Linked DNA regions of Anas platyrhynchos: region 2 is linked to region 1. The links are chromatin contacts, called in public Hi-C maps. All regions are on one chromosome and are shown on one strand. Each heading gives the region's core, a stretch centred on a gene start, on an enhancer-like site or on the middle of the called end of the contact. The rest is flanking DNA. Distances are from core to core; before and after follow the strand shown.

What was found. Hi-C and Micro-C count contacts between places; a contact is called where the count stands out from the background.
Region 2: a Hi-C map of small yellow follicle shows a contact between it and region 1, with 2.7 times the contacts expected there. The contact joins the enhancer-like site here to the promoter of KLF3 in region 1. A contact is called at or near these places in 5 of 8 Hi-C or Micro-C datasets (liver, skeletal muscle, small yellow follicle and 1 more).

The regions. Positions count from the first base shown.
Region 1 is chr4:56,341,781-56,346,013 of IASCAAS_PekinDuck_T2T, forward strand. It overlaps KLF3 (KLF transcription factor 3), which reads right to left and starts at 2,059. Exons shown (of 7, transcript XM_027457242.3): 1 at 1,530-2,059.
Region 2 is chr4:56,480,021-56,484,253 of IASCAAS_PekinDuck_T2T, forward strand. No RefSeq gene overlaps it. Among named protein-coding and RNA genes, the nearest start is that of TBC1D1, 130 kb to the right of the region's middle. Within about 2 kb of position 1,986, at least 1 of the 8 cell types and tissues checked has an H3K27ac peak or open chromatin away from gene starts, as enhancers often do. A contact at or near this core is called in small yellow follicle, where this site is marked.

The DNA.
Region 1 (4,233 bases), core at 809-3,308:
CAGCACTAACAACTGCTGCAGGCTCCCCATGGCTGGTGTTTAAGAGTGCGCTGGCCAGCAGAGCATCTGCACAGCGATGTGTGGGTGCAGGCTTTATGCTGATGATATCAGCTCCTTACTGGCTTCACACCAAGCATCTGGAACTAAGCAACTTGGTGGCTGCACAGCTCCTGTCTCTACCACCTTAGAGCCTTTGGCTGATCTCGCTCACGTTTGCATCATTTTTTATCTGAAGGCTTTTGCTTTCGGCTGACCAGGTATTGACCGCATGGCTCAAATCCTCGCAGCACATCAAGGCTGTCTCACAGCTCTGTTACCGAGGGCAAATTTTGTCCAGTTTCTCATGGAAGGCACAGACCACTTTATATCTTCTCCCTCCTCACACACACCCCGCCCTTGCCCCCGTCCCCCTTGTGGTCTGTACCACACTGTGTGCAGGGGAAAAAAAAAAGGTATTTTGCCAGCTTGGACAGAAATAAAAAAGGCCACTCACACCAGCTTCAAGTTTTTGTATTTATACTAGGCAAAAAGCTCTTAAAAATACAAGAGGAAAGTTAGTTTGAAGTAAATCTCTTCTGGGTCAGGCAGGATTATCAAATCCAGATGTAGCTCCTCTCACACAAGAAGTTCCTCATGCAATTACCAAGAGTGTGCATCTTAAAAGTATTATATGGGAAAAAATCATTACTGAGCAGCCATGTAAGCCTTTGTTTTCAATACAGGTAATGAGCACTCATGGATATCAGTTTAAATAAAGTAAGCCTTCAAAGCTCTCGTATCCGGCACCCAAATTCAGCCTTTCATAACAATAAAGCCTTCAGAGTTCAGCTCTACAAACAGTGGCACTTCCTGCATTTTCAAAGGCTAGGAAGCAAATAAAGCACAGCGGACAATACAGGTACAGTGAGTGAGGTATCAGGGGAGGACACGAGGCAAGTCCCTATTTTATTCCCCCCTCCCTGCCCTCCTGAGCAGCCCCCAGCCCCTCTCCCCGCCTGCGCCCCCCGCACTGGGCTGTCCTGTGCCAGGGCTGCCCCCGGCCGTGCGAGAGGCGCATCTGACAAAAGTCCAAAGTAAACGCTCCCGTCCGCGTTTGGGCTTAAAGAATTAATTATTAATAATAATAATAATAACAAATGAACGGCGTCCAGAAAAAGGGAAGCAAATTGCGGTCGTTGCTCCTACCGCCGTACCCAGCTGCGGCGCGGCTGAACTTCACCTCGACCCCTGCCAGCTCGGAGGGGGGCGGATAATATGGTTTTGGGGGGCACCACCACCCCCTGGCTTAACCTGGAGCTCGGCCGGAACCTTCCCAAAACCCGAACCCACCCGCGAACATCCCCCCGGTCCGCTGCTTGTCCCCCCTTCCCCAAAAAGCCCCCGCACCCCGCACCGGGATGGTGGCGGCGGGGGCGTCCCAGCGGGGTCGGGGCAGGTGCGCGGAGCCCCCCGGAGCCCCCCCATCCCCACAGCAGCTCGGGGAAACTTTCCGGGGGGCTGCCGCCCCCCCCCCACACACACACACTTACGCTGGGCAGGAGGTGCGGAGGGCGCCGTGGGGGCGCTGGGCGGCGGGGCTGGAGGCTGGAGGCGCCGTGGCTCCGGCTCTGTGTGTGTGTGTGCGGTGTGTGTGCGAGGAGGGGCGGCCCCGCTGCCTGCCTCCCTCCCTCCCTGCCTGCCTCCCGCCTTCCCCCCGGGCTGCTGGCACCGGGCCGCGCTGTCACATGACGCCGCCGCCTCTCTCGCCCTGCCCGGCTCCCCGGGAGGGTCACGGAGGGGAGCGCGGCCGGGCGGGGACGGAGGGAGGGAGGCAGGAGGGCGGCTCCCCGCCCGCGGGGTGGAGGCTCCGCCGAGGGGCCGGGGCGAGCGGCGGCGCACACAAACAGGCGGGCACGCCGTGACTCCCCGCCGCCCAGCCCTGCCTCCCAGGGGCAGCCGGCCTCGCGCAGACACTCATTATCCGCCAGCAGCCCCGGGAGGGGAGGGGAGGGGCGGGGAGCGGGACAACCACCGCCGACAAACCTGCCCGGCCGGCCGCTCCTCCCCTCCCTTCCCTCCCTTCCCCTCCCCGGCAGCGCGCCCCTTCCCCACCCTCCCTCCTTCCCTCCCTCAGCGCCCACCCCGGCCGACCTGCGGCGGCACAGCCCGGGGGGAAGGAAGGGAGGAGGGAGGGAGGGAGGGAGGTGCTCGCTCGCTCTGGGGCGCTGCCGCCGCCGAGTTGGCTTGGCCGGCGGGGGCTGGGAGAAGGGAGCGGGGCGAGGCGAGAGGCGAGGCGAGGCCGGGCGGCCGGCGTGGGGCAGAGGTGTGGGGCCGCCTCCGCCCCGGCTTGGCGGCTCGCCCGCTGCCGGCCGCCTGAGGCCCGGGCCGGGAAGCGCCGCCTCACGCCCCGCGCACAGGGGGCCGGGGCCCGCCGGGGGGCAGCGGCCTGAGGCGGCCCCGGCTCGGCCCCCCGCGGGAGGCAGGAGGCGGCCCCGGGCGGCGCTCGCTGCTGGAGGCTGGGGTTTTGCACGGACGGCCCGCGGAGCAGGAGCCGCTTGTCTCCCTGTGGACCGAGGGGTTTCAGTCGGAGCGGTGTTTGCTGGAATAAAGTGAAGTAAAATCCCGGCCTGCCGTCTCGGCTCTGTTGCTCAGGCAAAGGTTCTGCCCCCAACACTCTACATGTTGTATATGAGGTGTTATATACTCGTTGCGCCACGTAAAATCTTACCCTCTTCTGACTGATAAATGGTACCTGACACGTCAACCAAAAGGCAACCGCTGTGCTTGGCAAGGCTCCGTCCCGCAGTGCGAACTGTGGACGGATGAGAAGCTTTTTAAGGGTGGAGAAGTCGCCCTGTGGGACCCGTGATTACACGTTTGGTCCTGTGGGTAACACCAGCGGTGGGTGCTGGGCATCTCCAGCCCCCTCGGGATCAGCCTGTATTCAAGTCTCTGACTGGGACCCCAACCTAACTCACCTCTGGTGGTTGTTATTTCTGTTCTCTTTGATTATTACCGAGTCAATAAAGCTGTAAAAGCAAAACACAGAAGGAAGGGAGAAGGACAGGGAGAAATGCTTTCAAGATGCACGCTCTGCTGTGTACAGCCACGTGTTCAGTTTACATCTTTGGTTCTAGGATGTTTTAATGTGTCCCCTGACATAGCCCGATAGGCTTTATAAAGCACACTAAGACACCAGTCTGAAACCCCGAAGGGTATGACTCAATGACACAACAATAAATTGTAGTATCTCCTGGATAATTACACTGTATCATGTCACAACAAGGTATTGTTGAAATATTATCATGTATCTCATAAAGTGTGATTTTTTTATTATAAGCCTATAAAATAAACAGAATTGTTGTGTTAGAACATACAGACAGACACAAAACATTTTGTTAGGGCTGTGAAAAGGAGCTGCTGTAATTTTCTTGCACAAACATGCTCCAGATAAAGTAGTTATGTCCCAGCTTTGCACTCTCTTATTCTGAGAGCTAGCACAGGTTACACAGCTAGCTAGAGCTCTGAAGTCAGGGGGCAGAGTTGTTTTGGTGTCCAATTCTGAAACAGGCAAAAATATTTCGTAGTAGCAAGCATGCTCCTCCTGGTAAAATCACTGGATTTTCCTGTTAACTATTACCTTGTTCTGGCCTCAGATGAACCAAGTTTAATCCAGTGCAATTTTACTGTGTTCTGTGAAGTCACTCTGGATTTGTATTAACAAACAAGAGAGAGGGGGTTGTGAGCGATGCTTTTGTGGTGCAAAACAGGACTGTGCACCTGTCAGCATTTTGTTATCTTCCTGTGTTTGGTTTTTGTACCTAAGCAATTCAAAAATTTGAAGAGATGTTCCAATTCTGAAAGGAGCAGAATCTCATTGATTTTAATAGGAATTGAAAAGCCAGGAGGGGGAAGCTGGGTGTGTGGAGAGTCCTTGCCATCTGGTTAGCAGACCCAGCAGTTTTAACCAGGTCTGGAAGTGTTTCTGGATCAAAGGACTGGCGGATGGCAGCCCTTAACATCTTCCAGCACAACACCTCCTCCATCTCTGCTTTGCCCATCATCCCAGCAGCATTTCAGATGTTGCTGTGCTGAATGACTTCTCTCTCAGGAGGAAGACCAGTGGCATGCAAGTCCCTCGTATGACAGGAATAAAGGTTATTGCTTGGGTCTTCTTTGCTTTGCTTTGTAGCACATGGCACAAACCCTTGTCACGAGATGGAAGATTCACTCTCAGAAGTGTGGCGGAGAGTG
Region 2 (4,233 bases), core at 736-3,235, 140 kb after region 1:
AAAATGCTGTTGGAAAGGAGCTACAACTCTTTAATTGTGAAGTTGATCAACAACTGGAGGACCTCAAAAAAAAAGCTGTGATGGATTGTCCACCAGATGAAGTCTTGATATCAAAACAATGTTTCTCTGAAGCCATTTCATTGTTTCCTATCAAGACTACTGGACCTCACACAGAAAGCACTGGTACTAACTCTGTGGTCCATACAACATAAAAGGTGTCAGCATAGTCCTTTTTGGTCTTAAACCCCATAGAAATAAAAAGAAAAAATCGGTCATTTCCCTGTTCTGCAATAAAAAGCCATTCCATGACAGGTCAGAAAGTATGAATGATGAAATGTGATTAACTTAACCTAAAAAGAAACATATCACTTTTACATACAAAGCAAGTATCAGACAATCTTGCCATTGTTGTCAGCCTGTCACTGGGCGGCTTGAGTGCTGTTTATACAGTGTCTAACACAAAGAGAGGCTCGTCTCTAAAAATGTAGGCACTCTGATAATAGTCACACAGTCTCAATAAAGGAAAACATGCCCCTCGGGATCACTGCTGAAGTACAGCAATGGAGAAGGTTTCTGAGGCCTTCAGTCTTTGGGGTCAGCACAAAAGGGCAGGCTGAACCGAGTTTCTCAAAACTCAGGGGAAAGTTCACAAGATTGCTGACTAACTACTGTCTTTTAACATCCAACTCTATATATTTTAGTTTGTTTTCACTCTTTGTCATTCTGGAGACCATGGGGAAGATTAGCCCCTGGTTTCTGAGGAAATTGGATTTAACTCTTTAAATATAGATATAGAAACCTGTGCTTGATCATCAGTTTTCTTTTCCAGTCATTTAACAGCAAGATGTTGACTTTAAATTCAGCAAAGTGGTTTTCTGAAAAAAAAAAAAAAAAAAAAAAAGAAAGAAAAAAAAAAAGTAAGAATCTGGTCCCATGCTTGAAGTTCAATTTTGAAATAATAACAGGCTGTTTTGTAATGGCAACAAAGCTGCACCAGGGGAGGTTCAGATTGGATATTAGGAAAAATTTCTTACTGTGAGGGTGGTTGGTGCTTTATGTCTCTTGGTGTTCAAGAGGCATTTGGATAATATCCTAAATAATATGCTTTGACTTTTGGTTAGCCCTGAGGTGGTCTGGCAGTTGGACTAAATCTTACTAGGCCCCTTCTAACTGAACTATTCTCTTCTGCTCTGTTCTATTCTATAAAAGTTGTACCATTTTGGGGGAGATGGATTAAGAAAATAATCCCCTGCCCCCAAATAAAAAATGTAATTAAAATGGCAGAAAAAGTAATTTGAATAAAGAAAATGGGATCCGACAAGTGAAAAGGCAATGACGCTGTAATATCTCTTTCCTTCACCAAGCTCACCCAGTCCGATGTTCAAACAAATCACGCAGGGGTGTGTTTGAAAGGGATTAGCACACTGAAGGTGTCTGACCCCAGGTCAGAAAACGAATGGCATGGCTTCAGGCACTCACCTTGGGATTAAGCAGCAACCTGCATGGATATGCCCTGCTGAAATGCTTCCAGATGATCTGGTTCACCAGGTCAAGGCGATGCCAGCTCCACACCCCACCCCGTGTCCCACCTGGCTCACCTGCCAGCAGCGTGCCTGTCCCCATGCTGCTGGCAGCGGACGCCTCAGACCAAGCCCGCTGACAGGCCCGAGCGTCATTCCATGCGAAGAAGCAAAGTAAACACCAACGTGGCGTGTTGAGAAAATCTGCTCTCCCTCGTGTCAGCACAAAAATCCCCACTGACGTCAGCACACACAGGATTAGGCCAGGGCTCAGTGCTTTCGACACCCGTCCTTGCAGATAAGGGACCAGGACACCCCTGTAGGCCTGGATCCGTTGTGTATGGATGCCAGCATGGAGACAGCAATGTAGCGATTGGTGTTGGCTGCAAAACACATCCGAGTACTTATCTGCCCCTCACCCCAGACATGCTTGGCAGCCTGTACTGAGTTAGAGACTGCCCTGGCCACACTTCCAGACCAGCCTGTTTGAAGCCAGCTTGGGTAAACCCACGCAGACAGCGGTAGCATGGGCATGCCCTTACTGTGGTAGAAGAGATACAGAAACCTGAGGGGAAGGACTGGGGCAGAGCAAGAGATGCTCTGATAACATGCAGAGTTTCAGCATCAATGCGTGATCCTGTCCTGGCTGATCTGTTTATTGCAGCATCCTTTATTTTTTTTTAAATGTTAACTCAGTTAATCCCCCTCCCAGCCGTCCCTTGCTGCCTCTGCTTCTACAGCTGTCTCACTGCAGCTGTCGCCCGCTGGGTTCAGCAGATCTTCATTTGCCTCCAAGCCAAACATGAAGCTGAGGAACAAACACAAACAGGGAGCTGCTGAGCTCGGTACTGTGGAAGGTGACATCCTAAAAGGTCCTAAAGGCCCTGCCATGCTTTCTTTGGTGGGAGAGCCTCTTCCTGGGAGATTCTTGAAGAAGAATCTCCCTTCTCCCTTCAGGAGAAGTTCAGGCCCTAAGCATTAAACAATATACCATGAATACTCATCTCACTTCATATCAGGGAAGTCCATTTTATCCAATAATTGCAATCCATTTTGATAGACATCCTACCTAAACATAAACAGTGAGCAAAGCTTTATTTCTGCAGCTTCCCACATAGCATGTCCTTACATTTTCTCCACAGTGGGCCAAACCACAGCTCCTTCAAGGGAAAAGACTTAAGAGGTTAGCTGGATCTGGTAGTGAGTTTCCACGTGTTTTCTTACAGTACACAGACAAAAGGCAGGTGTTATCTCTTCACTAGAGCTACCACAGGCTGTTCAGGATGGAAATAGTTGTTGGGGTAATGATATATGCCCGCTCCACCCTGCATTTGTCTCAGGGCAGGCCAGGATCTCCTGTCCCTCCTCCTCTCATCTTTCTCATGCCCTGAAGAGCACTCTCTAGCTGCCTTCTCTGCTCCCACATCTGACCTGAATCCTCGCCCTCCTTCCTTGATGTTTCTCCAGATCCCACACCCAGCACAAATGTCCTCTCGTCTCTTACACAACGTGTGGGAGGAGCTGTGGTCTGGCTGCAGACATCCCAGTCTTTCTCAGGCTGGAAGCGTCTCCACAAAGCATGCTTAGCTTTAGCTGAACCCTGTAGCGATATCTCATGAGAAATCTGATCATCACATGCGATGCTCTGGTGCAGTCACCCCTACAGAGGTAGTCCAGTGTTTCTGAGAAATGTCTGCCCAGGTGTTTGTCCAGAGAAGACTTGACCGCTCTCACCCACAAAATACACATAAGCTTTTCAGGCTTCACACAAGTAAGAAAAGCGGCATAAGTTACTGGTATAGCTTAACTGTACCGACAGTCCATGGAAATGACTACATGTGCAGTTTGTCAGCAGGAAGTAGTAAAAGCATTTTTGGATGAAATTGTCCCAAGAGCAAAAATAAGGACGCTGAGAAGGTGTGTAAGGGAATAGATGGGATGTAAGAAAGTTTATATAATTGTATGACACTGGAACATGAGAAGGCATCCTTTTACACAATATCACAAAGAAATTTCAACAAGGTACATACACAGTCCACACCAACCAGCTTCGGCCCAGAAGCTGTCATTACAACAGCTGGTACTGCCTGTCTGGCAAGGAGCTCTGTGAGACATAAAGTTTCTCTAATAATTAAGAACTCGCTCCTGCCAGCTGCTGAGCGTTCCCATCTTCTGTCCCCTTCAGCTGAAGACAAGGCAAGCCACATACACATGACAAGAAGCTTTGGGAGAATGACAGTCTTTGAGGGCCAAAATGTTCATCATAGATCAGGTTAAACATTTACATCTTAAAAAAAAAAAAAAAAAAAAAAGTGAGAAAACTACAAGACATTGAAAAATCTATAGCTCTGTGCACCAATATGTAAATCTTCTTGCCTCTCTCCTGATGCGGGTTTTAAAAATGTGCTGGATTGTGGAAAGCCATTCCAGGCTTGCAAAATGAAATTGTAATCTGTGGAATGGATCAATCCTGGTTGAATTGTTAAATACAAGAAGTCCAACCTCTACTGCTGCCTTAAATGAACCTTTGGGCATAAATCAGATAAGAAAAAAAAAGTCCACTGTTAGTGGAAGAAGGTATCTTGATTAAATACACGAAGGAAAAAGCTTATTTCTGCTTATTATAAGAGCATTATAAATGTTCTTCTCAAGAGTATTCCTGGGGAATCTGAGACAATCAATGGATATGTAATTTTGAAATGGCCATGTCAAA